Linked DNA regions of Pan troglodytes: region 1 is linked to region 2. The links are chromatin contacts, called in public HiChIP or PLAC-seq maps. All regions are on one chromosome and are shown on one strand. Each heading gives the region's core, a stretch centred on a gene start, on an enhancer-like site or on the middle of the called end of the contact. The rest is flanking DNA. Distances are from core to core; before and after follow the strand shown.

Region 1 (4,192 bases), core at 1,610-4,109, 140 kb after region 2:
ATGACTGAGGCCTGCTGGGAAGTACTACCCATTGACTCAGTCTAACCTTCTCATTCAGACCTGGTCTACACATCCAGGCCTGAACCCTCTGGTCAGAAAATAGCTCCTCTTCACTGCTGGAAACACTCATGTAGCGATAATTGAAGCTGGCCCTTACCTGGGGGCTGTGCCTCTGGACACTGAACTGGGGGTTGCCTGCGAAATGGTCACAATGTCTTCATCCCCTCCGTCCTCATAAAAGCTCGCTAGCGCGATCTGAAACAGAGAGGTAGTACCTTGGGACCCTTAAACAGGCCTTCACCTAATGCATATCTCCTTTGAGCACAAAGGAATACAGACATGGCCAACACTTACAAGGTAGCTTGCATCCATGGGCCAAAGAAAATTAGACCAGAAGGTTAACAGCTCAGCTGTTAGTCTTCGTGTCAACTGAAACAAATTCCACCCACTAAGGTGAAAAGAAGGCAGTAAGAATGGCTGGGGTGGAAGACACTCTTTATTCTCATTTTATGAAGAAACGTGATCTAGTAAAAGTAGCACACATTTAGTGAGCATTTACATGCCAGGTTGTTCTGAGCATTCTACATATGTTAATTTGTTTAATCCTCAAGAACTCTATGCTATTAGTACTCTTATCATCTCATTTTATAGTTGATACAGAAGCACTGAGGACTAAAAAAAATTTGTTCAAGTTTACACAACTGGTAAAGAGTGGAGCCAGGTTCCATCCCTGCTAGTGTACTCAGGCCCCTACTCTTAAGCGCTTCCAGTACAGCCCGGAGTCAGGAACTGTGGAGTCAGTCCAGGTTGCTACTTTTCCTTTCTTTCAAGTTGTTTCCTAATCTGTGAAATGGGGGTACCTGTCTCACCAACCTGCACACTGGATGAGATAATCCATTAAGATTTATGCATACTCGCATCTTAGGTCTACACATACAGAAGGAATATGGGAATCCTTTGGTCACTTGTGACATCTCTGTCACCAACTCAACGGACAGGCATTTACTAATCACTTGCTTTGCACAAACACAAGAAAGCATTGAGGTCACAGAGATGAAATAGACATGGCCTCTGTCCTCAGGGTCACCAACTTCACAGGAGACAGTGAGCTGTCATGGGATAAAAGTAATCTGCTGGGAGGCAGTGTGCTGTCTCAGGACATGTAGTGAACTGGCATTCTCAGGGAGCCTACATTCAAGTCCTGTTCCTGCCAGGCAAGTCACATGCATGAGCCTCAGTTTCCCCACTACAATGTGAGGGGAACGAGACAGAAGATCTGTCGGTCACAACACTGTGTGCTTTTAGGTCTTTCAGGTAGAAACTTTTTATTTCTGCCCAGCATAGGGGCTTCCCATTGTGTCTAGGTGTGATCTAGGTGTGATGCTTTACCGAATTCTTATGTTTGGGGAGTAATTTACGTTTGGCAGCAGACTCAGTTCAAATTCCAACCCCGCTACTTACTGGCTATGTGACCCTGAGCAAATTCTTTGCCCTCTGTGCTTCCAATTCCTCATCCATAAAATGGGTCTAGTCTTTACCTCATAGTGTTGCTAGGATTAAACGAATCATATTATGTAAAGTGCTTGGCACATGGTGGTTTAAAGCTTGGGCTCTGCCTGCTTGCAACCAGACAGAACTGAGTTCCACTTCTACCTCTTCTGCCTGGTAGCTAGTGAGGCCTTGAGCAAGTTACTTAACCTCTTTAATCTCAGCTGCAAAATGCGAAGGTTAAATGACAAAAGACATGTAAAGCAGTCAGAACAGCGCTTGGCTCATGGTAGGTACTCAATAAATATTAGTCATCACCGTCATCATCTACCTAAGACGAGGCTGGCCAAGAATATTTATGCAATTCTTTCTACAGTTAATTACCGAGTGCTTATTATGTGCCAGGCATTGTTCTAGGCACTGGGAATTCAGCAGTGTACAAAAATCCCTGCCTCGTGAAGCTTAAGTCTTCTTAGCAAGTATTTAGTGAATACTCAGTACGTGCCAATGAACTACACAGCGATTTCCACGAGACTCCCATTTTACAGATAAGTTAACTACGCAAGGTGAAGAAGCTCCAACCTTGCGCCACCACCCCAGAGGTATTCTCCCAGCAATGAGGAAGGCTGGGCGGGGGTCAGCTCCCGGGCTGGACTTCGGAAGTGGAAATGAGCGGCCACCTAGTCCCGAGTGGGGCTTCACCCAAGAGCTGCTCACTCGGACCAGCCTGGCCTCCAGCAGATACTCGGCGCGGCAGCCACGCCCCCAGGCGCTCCCTCTCCTCGCCGGCTGCTGCAGTGCCCGAAGTCTCGCTGACGCCGCAAGCGGGCGAGGCAGAGTGAAACTGGCACGGCAGAACTGGCTGGGGCTGGCCCGCGTTCCCCCACTCCCAAGCCGAGCAGGCGACGCGTGACAAGCGGTCCCGGGACCATGAGGCCTGGGTCGGGCCGCGGTAGAGCGGGGATGACTGTGCGCTTCGGCCGCCGCGGGCTTAAGGCACCATGCGCCCGCTCCCAGCAGTCCCCGGCCCACCCGACACAGCCCGCCTCGCGGCGCTACCTGCAAGTCCCAGCCGGCCGACTCGAGAAAGAAGCGGGCCCGGTCCTCCTCGGCGCCCGTCACCGCCACGAACTCCCTCAGCGCCTCCTGTCGCTCCGCCGCCATCTTCGCCCCGTGCGCCTTCCAAAGCGCTCCGGCGACCGCCGCACAGGCCCAGCCCCGCTGCCGCGTTCCGCTTGCCGGTCGACGAGGCCCAGCCGATGAGGGCCCAGCAGCTGGGAGCCCGCCCGCAGCCCCGCCCCACGCGGTGCCTCACGCAAAGCCCTCCGTGCGGGAAACCCTGCCGCTCCGCGCCCTCTGGCGACTACGGCGCGAACCGCAGCCTAACGGCGGGGGTGGGAGCCCGAAGGATGAGAGGCGGGGCGGGTCTTACATACACCTGTGGGCTGAAGGATCCCTGCAGGAGTCAGATTCCCAGTTATTCATTGACGCAGCCCTCATTTCATTAATTGTGCATTCGTTCATTCACTTACTTGTCAAGCATTTACTGAGAGCTATCAATGGCCTGATGTTTTTCTAGGGCTGTGGATATGGCAGGGAGCAAAACAAAGTCCCTGCTCCCATGCTTCTTACATTCTAGGGGTAAAAATTCAGACCTTGAACAGGCTAGGCCTCCGCTCACAACACGTCCATGCCTCGTTATCTCGCCCCGCATAAAAGACAGTCTCATGGCCTGCCTGCAGGACCCATGAGAGATGGGCCAGTTCCTCCATCTCATCTAGGGATCCGCTAGCTTCCTCTGCTCCAGGCGCCTTGCCCTCCTTGCTGTTCCTGGAACTTGCCAGTTATCTTGCATTTGCCTCAGGGCCGTTGCATTAGCTGCTTCTGTGCCTGGAGCACCTTTCCCTTACCAATGGGCAAGGCGCTCTCCCCGCTTTCTTTGGGCCTCTGCTCCAAGGCCACTTTCTTAGGCACAATCCTGTCTTCTGGGTCCTCAGCTTCTTTGCCCTCTTGCCTCTTGCAAGAGGTACAGTAAGTTCCTCTCCAAAGAGGAACTTACTTGTTCAGCTCACTTGTTGTTTGTTCTCTATTTTCAAAGCCTAACTTCCTTGTTCTTTGTACCTCCTTACCCCTAGTTAAGAAGGGAACAACCTTCCCGCCGGTCCTAATCTATAACTCACATCTGTTCCCTTGGATACCCTCGCTACAATTGCCATTCCCGCGGAAACTCTTCTTCCTGCCGAAACCGCTTGCCCTACCACTGTAGCCCACATTTCTGCTCCATTTGAACTAGCCAATCGGGATTAGCTTAGATTGTGCCGTCCAGCCCCAGCCAATGGGAACAGGACACAGAAGCAGAGACTAACCGCATTAGGGATAAAAACCCCTTCTCTCTTTTGTTCGGTGTGCTTTCCTGAAGACCAGATGTGCGAGTGGCACCCTTCTGCAGAAGTAAATTGGCTTTGCTGAGAAATCTTTTATTTGAGTGCTGGTTTTCCTTGCGACTTCGAGCTTTAATTTCCAACACCACCGTGGGACACTCTTCCCTTCCTCTTCCTCTGTCGGCCCCTGCTCATTCTTCAGCTCTCAGTTCAGGTGTCCCTTTCTCAAGGAGACCTTGAGAAGGTGCCCAGGCTTAGTCAAAACCCCTCTTAATCAGGTTATGAACAGCACAAAGTCCAGTCTTCCCTCAATTGACACAGTA
Region 2 (4,471 bases), core at 1,260-3,759:
TGTACACACACTATGAGATTTTTAATCTTGGGACAGTCCTCAGCAGCTATCATCTGCCAAAACGTGACCTGCCACCAGGACCACGCATGAACAGCAGATGCGAAAAGAAGCAGCCACTCCTGCCCTGATTTTCCTAACATTTAACCAGTAGAGCACTTATATTTTTGTCAGCTGTCCCCTGGGAGAGCAGGGAGTCAGAGATCCATTTCCTGGAAATCACTCCCGGGCCAGATCACATAACACTTTTTCTGTGTCTGAGATCCTTTCACCACTGCCACCTTCTCTGGATCCCATCTTAGTGCTGGGATGTGGGGAAGTGAGAAAACAGGTACAGTCGTTCCTTGGGCTAGGTTCCAGGACAATGCCCCTCACTCCCCATCCCTCGGATACCAACATCCACAGATGCTTATGTCCCTTACATAAAGTGGCATAATATTTGCATATAACTTATGCACATTCTTCTGTATACTTTAAATCATCTCTAGATTACTTACAATACCTAATGCAATGTAAATGCTAAACAAAGTTATACTTTATTTTTATTTGAATTTTTGTTGTTTTTTTTAATTTTTATTTTTTAAATATTTTCTGTCTACAGTTGGTTGGATCCATGGATGTGAAACCTGGGGATAGGAAAGGCATACTGTATCCCCTGCCTTGTAGCAGCTCACAATATAATGGGGAATGGTTCCCTGCCAGCGAACATGCTGTGTTTCGTTCAATCATTCAAAACATTTGAGTGTCCACTGTGTGCCAGACATGCTGGTCCCTCTGCTGTGCACATCATCCTCCTTGGTGTGATGCTCCTTCGAGGCTCAGTTCAGATGCTACTTCTCTGCTTGGCTTTTCCAGACTGCATGATACCCAGGCTGCCTGGCTAGGTCTTCCCGTGTATTCCACCCCTGACCTGTACTGCCCCTGTTGCCAAGCTATTTATCAAATTATGTGATTAATATCTGGCTATTTTCTTACACTGGACCTCACTCATAAGGGCAGGAGCTCTGTCCCGTTCACACACGATCCTTCCCCGCCACGGCACTGCCCAGCACACATATGCTAGCAAAAATTATTTGACTGAATAAATCAGTGGTTTTCCAAGGAACAGATTGGAAATTTATGTGGGCATTTTTGGGTGTCACGAGACTGAGGGGACAGTCATATCCCTGTCTGGGGGGGGGGTGGCAGGGATATGAAACTCCTGTAATGGATGGGACAGTCCATTACAGTCACCATAACAAATGGTCCTGTCCCGCACAACTTTCAGATATCCTGCCAAACTTTCAAGTAAGCCAAAAATCCGTTATAATTGGTTGTACATACAATCACAATGAATTTTTCCCTAGTTTTAGTACACACTAGATTGTCTGGAAATGCATATATCAGGTTGGTTGTGGGGAGTTACACTTTGATCACCATTCTGGAAAATCGCTGCCCACCCTGCTCACCACGGGTGAGTCACCCGAACAGCATGCCCACGTCTGTGTACATGTGTAGCTGTTACAGTGACTCCGCGCTTTTATATAAATATATTTAGCCTTTGACCCAAGACGTCAGATATAAACTGTTGGCAAAATTCAGCTGAATATTGTCTTCTAGTAAACCTAAGCTGATTCCTAAGTTGGGTACAAGCATGATCGGGTGTAAGCCAGCCTCAGCTTTTACAAAGTGAAATGCATATACTTTTATTAGAAATTACTTTCATTTCCCTGCCTTCTCCTTATAAAGAAAGGGCATCATATTGATTTTTTTACCCGGGGAACCATCACCTGGGCTGCAGCCTCAGGACGAACCTGTCCCTTCCCTCTGCCTCAATTTCCTGCTTTGGGAAATAGGAGCCACAAGCCACAAACTCCATCCACCGCGCCACAGGAGCGAGGTCCAACGCAACGGTCCCTAGGGCCTGCCTCCACCCCAGCCTCAGTTTCCCATCTGTCACATCGTTCCATGATCTCGAAATGACTATAACCCCTTTCTTAGCCCCAAACCAGCCGGAAGCGACATCTTCCGGTTGCTACAGGTTACGGCGGTTGCTATGGGTTACGGCGGTTGCTATGGGCTACGGCGCCTGCGCAGAAACACCGCCAAGCGACCCAGCAACTTCTAGAGCGCATGCGTTTCGCCCACCCAGGCCCGGGCGCGGTGAGGGGTGACTCCCACGATCCCTAGCGGCTGCAGAGTGGAAAATGGCGGCCTCCTTGCTGCTTGCGTTACCAGAGTCCACCCGGCCTCGTGCTTTCTCCGGGCGCCCGTAGCTGGCGCCGGCATCCACAAAAATAGATCAGGTAAAGCAGCAGAGTAAGGGATAGGAAGACTTGGTCGGGCTCCGCGGCCCCTCTTTACCGGATTGGAGGCTGCGCGGGTGAAATCGAGCTTTAAACTCCCCTGGCCTCGGAACACCATTTGTAGCCTCCGAAGGAGGAGGACTTATAAGATTCTGTACTAAGGCAGCCGTGGGAAGGGAGGAGAACCAGGTCGGCCCGCGCGCTCCCGGCTGCTTTTGCTCTCCCTTTGGTTTCGAAAGCGTCAAGTCCCAAGGTATTTCCTACCAATTGTGACGTCACCCTTCCTCCCCCCTTTCTCACCCGTTTCTTGTCTGGCCGTGACTTCTGACCCAGTGTTGAGCTAAAAATGCCCCGCCCCACCCTACGCAGATTCACCCGGCGTCCCACCCACCAGTGACTGAGTGACTGGGCTTCTGCTGCCTAGGGAAGGGTTCTTGGCTTGGCCGGGCACATCAATTCCCACAGCAAAATCAGACCGAAAGCCTGTTATGAGGGACTCAGGCAGTTGGATCTGGCGTATAGGAGGAAGGCTAGGGCAATCAGGAAGGTCTCCTGGAGGAAGGAAGAAGACCCTGACAGGGCCGTGTAGGATGGATGTTCAAGTGGGAAGAGAGTGTGCTATTCCAGGGACAGGGAGGCCCAGGCCTGAGAGTCCAGTTGCCTTCTGGATCCCGTTTACCTCGCAGATTATCCAAACTGGACTCGTGATTTTCCCCAGCTGTGCCGCGCCTCCCCAGCAGTCTCACTAAATCCACCCATGGGCTATGTCAGAAATCTGGGAGTTATCCTCAGCTCCTCCCTTTCCCTTCTGAAGCCATACCTACTTCTTGCCCTCAAATCTCTGTGACCTGACTTCTGGTAATGTTTCTATTCTCACCATCTCATTCTTCTCCACACTTATCATGAAGTTCATTTATTCCAGACTACTTTAGGTTGAGTTCTAAAAGTCAGCCTGCTAGTTCATGCCTCCATGCTTTTGCAGGTGCTATTCCCTCTGTCTTAAGAGTCATTCATGCCTTCTCTCTTTTCCTCGTTGTGAACTCTTTTTCCTCCAATTTAAAGCTTTCCCCCACATGTACCCATGGAGATTGGCAAGCCTCCCTGCTCTAGACGACAGCATTTCTTGTATTTGCCTCTTCATCATATATTCCACAAGTGTTTATTAATCACCTACTATGAGCAAGGCCTTCTGCATTTCCTAGGTTGGATTTCCACTGTGCTGTGTTTGTTTGCTCATCTCCCTCACTGGTCAGGAAATGTCACTCATTTGTTAACCCCCAGTGCTGAGCACAGTGCCTGGCACACAACAGGCATCCCATTACTATTTCTGAAAGGAGTGGAAAAGCAGGCACAGAGAGAAGAGAAAGCCTGATATCCTAAATATACAGTCTTTCTTCCCATGCCTGTCTGTGTTTGCAGTCAATAAGTAGAAAGTCTTTCGAAGAATAACCTGGGCCTGGAAAAGGAGAGAAACCATGGCCCTAACGAGTTAGGTTGAAAGGCTGCCTGGCCCCTATAATCTGACTGTGGAAGTTTGCTCAGTTCTGTGCTGATGGCTTCCCACAAGTAATTGGTTCCTCCGAAAGGAAAAGAACCCACCTAACCCCTCTCTCTCAGAGGAATTTTCCTCTCCCACAGCCCTTTCCAGATTTCCATCCCTGAGCTTCTGTACTTTTTGATATAAGCAATAACAACACCCACAACAAACCAATAGTTGGGCTTCGGAGATCAGCAGGGCTGACAAGGGGACTTCAGCCCCCATCTTTGAACTTAGAGTGAGAACACTCTTTGGAACACTTTGTTCCAAAGAGCTGAAGTGATGGAACTCCCACTCGTTCCTGTGGACAGCTCATCCATCCTTTACAAGACAGTGCGCGGGAGGGAAGCGTGGGTTAGAGTGTCAGAGGAATAGCTCCTGGAAGGCCAAATTAGCCCAGGGATGTGGTGAGTCGGAATAGAAGAAGCTGTTGCTAGGCCACCAGCATGTACCCCCGTTCCTCCTCTCAGTGCTGCACTGCCTGCTGGGGAAAAGCTGTGACTTCCTCAAGCAGACACGCCTGAACCCAGGCCCAGGCAGGGCAGGGTTCAGACTGACTGCTTCTGACTTGTGAGAGCGCAGCATAGGCAAATCCCCTTTGAATGTCATTTCTTCCTTTGTAATCTGGATAACAATAGTTGCATCACAGTTG

What was found. HiChIP or PLAC-seq counts read pairs in DNA pulled down with a chosen protein or histone mark.
Region 1: an H3K4me3 HiChIP or PLAC-seq map of stem cell-derived excitatory neurons shows a contact between it and region 2, with 2.2 times the contacts expected there. The contact joins the promoter of NSFL1C here to the promoter of SDCBP2 in region 2. A contact is called at or near these places in 1 of 7 Hi-C or Micro-C datasets (stem cell-derived neural progenitor cells) and 1 of 1 datasets of contacts at active chromatin or transcription factors (stem cell-derived excitatory neurons).

What each region holds. Positions count from the first base shown.
Region 1 is chr21:8,140,786-8,144,977 of NHGRI_mPanTro3-v2.0_pri, forward strand. NSFL1C (NSFL1 cofactor) reads right to left here and starts at 2,860. Exons shown (of 9, transcript XM_001154255.8): 1 at 2,548-2,860; 2 at 158-255. The coding sequence starts at 2,652.
Region 2 is chr21:7,999,823-8,004,293 of NHGRI_mPanTro3-v2.0_pri, forward strand. SDCBP2 (syndecan binding protein 2) reads right to left here and starts at 2,510. Exons shown (of 8, transcript NM_001280008.1): 1 at 2,341-2,510. It overlaps LOC104003489 (a long non-coding RNA gene), which reads left to right and starts at 2,078. Exons shown (of 5, transcript XR_001712066.4): 1 at 2,078-2,282.